3 separate regions of the Sus scrofa genome follow, and regions 2 and 3 are each linked to region 1. A link is a contact called in public Hi-C and promoter capture Hi-C data. All regions are on one chromosome and are shown on one strand. The core of a region is the stretch at or near the end of the contact, and the rest is flanking DNA. Distances in the headings are between cores, read along the strand shown.

Region 1 (2,536 bases), core at 27-2,526:
TACCAATATTTGCTATTTGTGTTCTTTTTGATGATGGACATTCTGAGAGGTGTGTGGTGATATCTCATTATAGTTTTGGTTTGCATTTCCCTGACGATTAGCGACTGCTGAGATTGCTAGCTTCTTAAAGATACAGAAACCTGGAGTTCCCGTTGTGGCTCAGCGGTAACAAACAAGAATGGTTCTGATCCTTGATCTCACTCAGTGGGGTAAGGATCCTGGAGCCGTGGTGTGGGTCTCGCAGATCCCCTGCTGCTGCTCACCTAGCCTGGGAACTTATCACGTGCCGCAGGTACAGTCCTAAAAAGACAAAAACAAAAACAAACCAAAAACCCCCCAAAACCAAAAAGAACCCCCAACAAAACCACCCCAAAACCAAAAAAATCCAAAAACAAAAACTCCCGTTAAACTAAGTTCAGCAGCTCACATAAAAATACTTTCTACAAGCCTACTACAAGCAAAGTTTAAGGTGTCGTAGTCCGTCGTTAGACTGAAAAGGGGGCGGGGTGTGTAGATTTCAAGGGACACAACTCCAGATTTCACAGGGTGAACCACAGCTGTCAACAGACCGGTCACTCGGATTTAAAATTCCTACCAAGCTGCCAAGAAAACGAAAAACAAAAACAAAAACAAAAAAAGAAAGAGAAAAAGAAGACACCTACAAAACCTTTTTTCCCGCCTAACGAGTGGTAGGAAATGTTATGGACAGAATGCGAAACTAACATCAATGACATCTCCCACCCAACCAATCTCTGTTCAACCCTTCTGCGGGAGGCCTGGGTAGACAGAGACCCCAGGAGGGGATCTTAGCAAGGCTATCTGAAAGCACAGGTTTCCTTTCCTTTCCTAGTCTAGCCCACGTGCACTTAAGATGCTCTGCCGCCTGCAACTCGGAGATATGCCTTGCTCTTCGGGGAAACAATCGAGTCAGATTCTAACCTCACTCAGCGTCCCGAAGAGGCCATGCCGCCTCTCCACTAAGTCTGCTGAACGATGTCCCCGAAGCTGTGAGAAACCCGTGGTTACGACTTCGCGCTCAGAAAGGGGCGAAACGGCAACGAGGGCGTTCCAAGACTATCGCTCTCACCTTATAGAGAATGACCGTCCTGCCGCTGTCCGTCACTAGAAATTGGTCTGTTTTGTCGCTCTGCTCCACTCCTAGGGGTCCGTCAGGCCCAGAACCCAGGGGTACCGCAGTCAACGTGAATCCCTCCTCCAGGGCTGCCATTTTGGCCCAACTTACGCACGGCCGCGCAGCCCTCCCGGCAGGCTTCGCGCTTTCTCTCGCGAGAACTAGGAGGCCGACTGGCACTAAGTGAGAAACCTGCTTGCGGAGTCTGCGACCTCTGGCGGGCAGAGATCGCTAGTGGCGCTGCGGTCGACGTCGGGTGGGCGGGGCCTGGAACTTGCGTCTAGACTCCGCCTCCCAGGCCAGAGTCCCGAGTCCCGGATGCACCGCTCTGTGGGGAAAGGGTGGGTGGCAGGGGAAACCTTACCTGTTGGGTGGTATCGCCGCTGAGCCTTTTTCAGCTACGAATTTGAGAGGCTGAGGGGTGGGTGTGGCAAGTGGCGGGATATAAATAAACTCAATGTTTTCACTTGAAGCGAACTCTCTAGGAATTCCTTCCACAGCTTCTTGGAATAATGTCCCAAGGGAAAAATATTTCTCTCTTCAGATTAACTCTTAACGTGCTGAACTGAAATGCCTAATCCCCCCTGCTTCTCAGAACCCGCCGCAAAGATCTAGTCTCTGCGGCCTTTCGGGCCTCCCAGGTTTTCTCTCCCGGTTCTCTGAGCACCGGCGGGGACATCTCTCCAGCTTTTAGGAAATTCAGACTTGTCCCAGGAAGCGGATGACGTCTAAGGTCCCCCTGGGCAATTTTTGGCAAAGCCATTTCCTTGGGAGGTTTTTGAGATAAACGTGACTAACGCAGTCAATACTGTCAAAACTCAGAAAAGATAAATCGTGCATGTTCTTAGGGAGGAAACATCTAAATAGGCGATTACCAGGCCACAAGCATTACAACACAGGAGAAAGGCTATGCAGCTATTATGAAAGAAGTACGTAGCTACCGTAAATTCTTAATAAGGATAACAGGTCTTCTTTTTCTTTTTTTTTGTCTTTTTTGCCTTTTCTAGGGCCGCTTCCGCGGCATATGGAGATTCCCAGGCTAGGGGTCTAATCGGAGCTGTAGCCACCGGCCTACACCACAGCCAGAGCAACTCGGATCCGAGCCATGTCTGCAACCTACACCACAGCTCACGGCAACGCCGGACTTAACCCACTGAGCAAGGGCAGGGATCGAACCCGCGCAACCTCATGGTTCCTAGTCGGATTCATTAACCACTGCGCCACTACGGAAACTCCGAGATCTTATTTTTCAAAGTATCTAAGGCGTTTGGCTTTAAATTTGTGGCTCCTTTATTTGGAAAAGAAATACTGTGAGATTCAGCCTAGACATCCTGGCCTCTATGAAACCTTTCTTTTCCTCCCGGCACAATCAGCCTGTCTGGGGAATCGTGTTTAGCACCCACT
Region 2 (2,536 bases), core at 20-2,519, 250 kb before region 1:
ATATTGAATCCACACTTTTGTAATGGAAGAGGAACTTCCTTTTTCAGCACTATGTAGTTTTAGCCAAAGGATATTTGGCCCCTCCCCTCCGAAGGGCTGAGACTTCCTGGAGCAGTGCTGTCCATCAGAAATATAAAGCAAGCAGCCTAAATTTAAATTTCCTAGTAGCCACATTTTGTTTAAAAAAAGTAACAAGAAACAAATGAAATTAATTTTAATATTTAACCCAACACATCCAACATATTCTCATTTCCACACGTTAAAATATCAAAAAAATTACTGAGATATTTCACATTCTTTTTTCCTACCAATTCTTCAAGATCTGTACTTTAAGCTTACAGCACAACTCGATTCAGACTAGCCACTTGCGTCTGGCGACTACCGCACTGCACAGAGCGGCTCTAGACTCTATAGAGGATCTACAAATACTTAACTGAACTCGGAGTAGGGGGACTGAGCTTATAGGTAAAATCTTTGTCCTAGGGGCCATAAATTCAGATCCTCTGGAGGCTCCACTGTCTTTAAATGGCCTAACAGGTACATTCTCCACAGTTGAAAGTTGTTAAAAATCTGACTCATCATTACGTTATGGAGTCTTTCATAAAATGTCCTGTCCACACTGAAAACTCGCGACGCAGTTCTTCATCTTCAGCATCTCGCACACTTTCGAGGAATTCCGAGTGAATGCACCAAATTAGGTTGATATCCCCAGCTGTGCTTCACTCAGACGTGGCTACTTAAGCGCACTCCCCAAAAGATCACAAAAGGAAAAGTCCTCCTAAGGGGGGGAGGGGGCTATCTTTAATTTCATTTTGTTCTTTTACGAAATAGTGACACAACCAACCCAGGGCCGACGTGTTTTAAGAGACAGCACTTCCAACTGCCACCTCCATCTCCAGTCCCTTCCCCTGCTCCCCCCTCCCCGCCCCATTTCGGGGAAGGAGCAGCCGGGAACTGACGGAGGAGGAGCCAGAGGCGCCCGGCAACCTACTTGGGCTTTCGCCCTCGGGCCTCACTCTGATTCTCGAGTAAATGCCATTGCGGCGGTTTGCAGAGCCTCGGGCCCTAAAACCCAAGCACCCGCATCCCCAAACACCCGTCTCGTAAACGAACGACCCCAAAGGCCTCGTCAACCAAAGAAGCCAAAGCTAGGCCAGGCGTATAGCCCGGGCCTTCCCTCCCGCCACCCACAAGCCGAGCCCGGCCTACAGGCCAGCCGTTGCCACTCAGGCCGGACTGCGGCCTAGGTTCGTACCTACACAGCCGGCTCAGGCTTCCACAGGAGGCGGTCAGGGGCGCTCAGGCTGCGGCTCAGGGTCTCTCAAAACGTCCACCACGGTCAGCGCGAGGACAGTGTGGCTCGTGCAGCCGGCGCGATTTAAATTTCCCGGTGGCTCCGCATTCCGATTGGCTGGTTCGAGCTTATGCTAGACGTCCATTGGTGGATTTGAAAAACACGTTGGGAGGGGTCAGAGGGCCCAGAAGATACGATAGCATCGCGAGATGAGGGAGCGGCCGGGCGATCCCAGAGCGCCCCGCAGTTCGGAGGCGGCAGCCTTCAGGTCCCGGCGTGCAGCGCGAAGGGCTAGTTTCCAGCCCGCCTTGGCCATAGCCTCGGTCCTTTACCGAGGGTTTACTCGTGTACAGTGGTTGGTCGTTACCCTTGGCGTCTGCCTTAAGAGAACCACAAATGATTCCCCAAATAATTTTTAAAATTTCGATATAGAAATACATTGCTATGTATTTTTTTCTCTGATAGGACTCAGAAGAAAAAGGCCACCAAAGGTTAGCAGGGCCACCAAGGAGGGGATGGATAAAGCAGATTTGTGCTGCACTTTTTAGTTTAGTTTTTTTTTTCTTCTAACTTGCATCATAAAAGACTGCATAGACGGCACAAGTAATGGTAACAAAAGGTTTACTACATCTGTTTCTCCAGTCTTATTTTTTATTTTCAAATACAAAAGAACTATAAATCTTTATGCATATTTGCCAAGTGTTAACATTTGCCACATTTACTATTTCTTTCTCTGTGTAAATACCCACACGTACTAGTAGGCCCATATGCATAGCTTTTACATGATACTTTTCAACCTTTTGAAGGGTAAGTTTGAGAAATCATGTCCCTTTATCCCTAAATATTTTGGGTTGCACCTTGGAAGGATAAGGACATTCTGTTATATAACCACTCCACAATCATCAAATTCAAGACATCTGAACTTCGATGTGATTTATTATATAGTCCATGTTCAAATTTTGTCAGTTGTTCCAGTAATGACTTATGCTACAATTTATACATTTCTGAATAAAATGCTTGCATTTTCTTGTAATTTTTAAAAAAGCATCAGTGATGGTTCTCGTAATGTCAGTGTTATAGGCCACTTTGTTTTCATAATTTTTCCGTATTCTGAAAAGGGTATTTTTAAGAAAAGCTGTATTGGTTTTGTTGTTTGTGTGTTTTTTACTATAAATTCAAACAATGGTCTTCGTCTCTTCTTGCAGGCATTTTTGCCAGCTTCATGCACTGTGTAGCAGCCAA
Region 3 (2,536 bases), core at 16-2,515, 230 kb before region 1:
CTTTCTAAGCTGTGTTTTACTAATAAGTGGTGTCCAAGAAGCCAGATAAAAATCCACTCACAAATGCTGGGTTCTGCAGAGACCAAGATGACAGTGTAAACACGGATGGGAAAACCAAATAGTTCTGTTGTCAGGGGCGCTTAAACAATTAGGAGAACCTGTAATATGAGCCCTTTCCCCCTGGGGTTTGCTCTTGGTACTTTCTCAACAAACTGTACAGAGCAAAAAGGCGGATGTTTATATATACATTAAAGAAAGGGCAAAAAGAGTTTGTTATTTAACCAAAGTTGTCAGTTATGTTTAGTCCTGGAACAAATAGGTGGTTGTAATTTTAAAAGCCGTTGCTTTGCGAAGGTTCCTTAACAAAATGAAATGTTCCCATGCGGTGAGAAAATTCTTCCTAGTTGGCCTCATTCTTAGAGGGCAAGACCCTCATCTCCGTCCTCCTGTGGGGCCTAGGAAACCTGTGCTCCTCAGAAGCTGGGGGGCCTTCCTCTTCCCCCTCCCATTCTTTTTCCTTTACTTGCAAGTCTCCTGGCCGCCCCACCTCGCCTCTCGCAGGTGTCTGCTACGTTTGCATTGTCCCCCATCTCCTCCCCTCCCGGAGCCCTTTCTTCTCCCCCCCACTGGCTTCTCTCCCCCTCGGCAGCCTCATCTCTCAGCCTCCCCGGCCTCACCTCTCCTCCCCTCCTCTCTCCCTTCTCGTCTCGGCCTCTCCCCTTCCCCTCGACGCTCCCCCCACCCCCACGCCGGCCCCCTCCTCTCCCCGTCCCCTCCTCCGTCCCCTCTGCCCGCCCGGCCTCTCCTCCCCTCCCCTGACGCCCTCCCGGGCCTCTGCTCCTCTCTCCCTACAGCCTCGTCGCCCCACAACAGGAAGCCCGACCCCGGCGGCGGCCCGAGCGCTGAAGAGACACCGGGGCCCCGGGCGCAGCCGGTCCCCGAAACCCAACGGCGGCCGCGCGCAGCCGACGCCGCTCCCCGCGCCTGGTCGGACCTGCGGCGCCGGAAGCCCCCCACGCCCGCCGAGAACCGGGCCGGCTTCCGGGAGGCAGCGCGCGCGGCCGCCGACCCGCCGAGCCCGCGCCTCGCGCAGGCCGAGAACCGCGCGTCACCGCGCCGCGTGCCCGCGCTGGACGACTCCCCGCGGCGCGCGCGCTCCCGGCACCTGCGCCTCCCGGCCGCGCGAGCTCCCGCGCGCGCCGCCGAGGCCCCCGCCGACCCCGCCTACCTCAACCGGCCGCGCGCCGCCGCGCCGCTCCCGGAACCCGCGCCCGCGCCGCCGCCGCCGCGCCCGCCGCGGACGGAGGACGCCGAGCCAGGCGCCGAGCCCTGCGCGCGCGCCTGCGGGGCGGACCTGGACGTGCGCGAGTCCTACTGCGCCAGCGAGTTCGGTGAGCCCCGCCCGCCGCTCCTCCCGGGCCCGGACGGCCGAGCCCCGGCCGCGGGGAGAGCCTTTCCGAGCCGAGGGAGTCGGGCTGTACACCGGGATCCTAAACCAAACCCTAGAGAATCCCACCCGCTCGGTCCTGCAGGCCCCAGAGCCGTGTGGACTATTTCGCGATTTGTTAAAAACGCTCTGGGGAGAGAAAGAGGAAGGGAGCGCTCTGTATTTCTCCAAACTCTTTGTTTTTTGCAAGCAGCAGTGAACGGAATCGTGCATGATGTGGACGTGCTCGGCACAGGGATCCGGCTGGTGACTCTGCTGGTGGACCGGGACGGGCTGTACAAGATGAGCCGCCTGTACATCACTCCGGACGGGTTTTTCTTCCGAGTCCACATATTAGCCCTGGACACCTCCAGTTGCAATAAGCCATGTCCAGAATTTAAACCTGGTATTGAAACTAAGTGACCATTTTATATTTATGACACCATTGAATATGCCGGAGCCTGGTCTCTGTCGGTCACCCTAGTACCTTTTACGGGGAGAGGGGTATTCTTAGAATTTAGACGACAGGTATTATTTCGGGGATTTAAATTCTGGGATTTAAATTCCATCAGCGCACACCTTCCTCCCGCGCCACCGGCTAAAGATGGGAACTGCACGGGCTGGCACAAAGCAGACACTCAATAAATGTTTGTGGACAAATGAAGGGAACGATGAAACACCGTTGCCAGAAGGGACGCCTACGGGGCCATTTAAACTGAGTGTAGAAGCGTCTTTTTTGGGGGGCGGGTGCTGCGCACTGCCACGTCTTTCTAGAGGTGTGCTCGGTAAAGTCCTGCTGATATGTTGTGATTAGGAACTTTGCTCCTAGTGTTGGCTGTTTACAGGCTGGGTAATCTGATTATTCTATAAAGGTCACTAGGCTGTCTCTGTTGTTTGAGGGTTAAATAAATGTCTGAGATGCACCATGTGCAGCAAGATAACAGATTCAAGCTTAGGCGTTTCTTAAAGTCCTTATTCCATTTTCACATTGTTTCGTGGCATTTTTGAAGATACTATGAATTTACATGTTGGCTTTTTTTTTTTTTTTCTTTCCCCCCCCAGGCAGCAGGTATATTGTGATGGGCCACATCTATCATAAAAGAAGGCAGC

The links. Promoter capture Hi-C pulls out the DNA fragments that hold promoters and counts their contacts. Hi-C and Micro-C count contacts between places; a contact is called where the count stands out from the background.
Region 2: a contact with region 1 is called in a Hi-C map of liver, with 3 times the contacts expected there. The contact joins the promoter of KPNA2 here to the promoter of NOL11 in region 1. A contact is called at or near these places in 2 of 47 Hi-C or Micro-C datasets (heart right ventricle and liver).
Region 3: a promoter capture Hi-C map of fetal skeletal muscle shows a contact between it and region 1, with 2.3 times the contacts expected there. The contact joins the promoter of C12H17orf58 here to the promoter of NOL11 in region 1.

What each region holds. Positions count from the first base shown.
Region 1 is chr12:14,034,389-14,036,924 of Sscrofa11.1, reverse strand. NOL11 (nucleolar protein 11) reads right to left here and starts at 1,276. Exons shown (of 18, transcript XM_003131277.5): 1 at 1,088-1,276. The coding sequence starts at 1,228.
Region 2 is chr12:14,284,045-14,286,580 of Sscrofa11.1, reverse strand. KPNA2 (karyopherin alpha 2 (RAG cohort 1, importin alpha 1)) reads right to left here and starts at 1,269. Exons shown (of 11, transcript NM_001163404.1): 1 at 1,256-1,269.
Region 3 is chr12:14,260,408-14,262,943 of Sscrofa11.1, reverse strand. It overlaps C12H17orf58 (UPF0450 protein C17orf58 homolog), which reads left to right and starts at 1,265. Exons shown (of 3, transcript XM_021068119.1): 1 at 1,265-1,391; 2 at 1,641-1,832; 3 at 2,489-2,536. The coding sequence starts at 1,730. It overlaps LOC110256159, which reads left to right. Exons shown (of 4, transcript XM_021068075.1): 3 at 855-1,477; 4 at 1,638-1,646. The coding sequence ends at 1,646.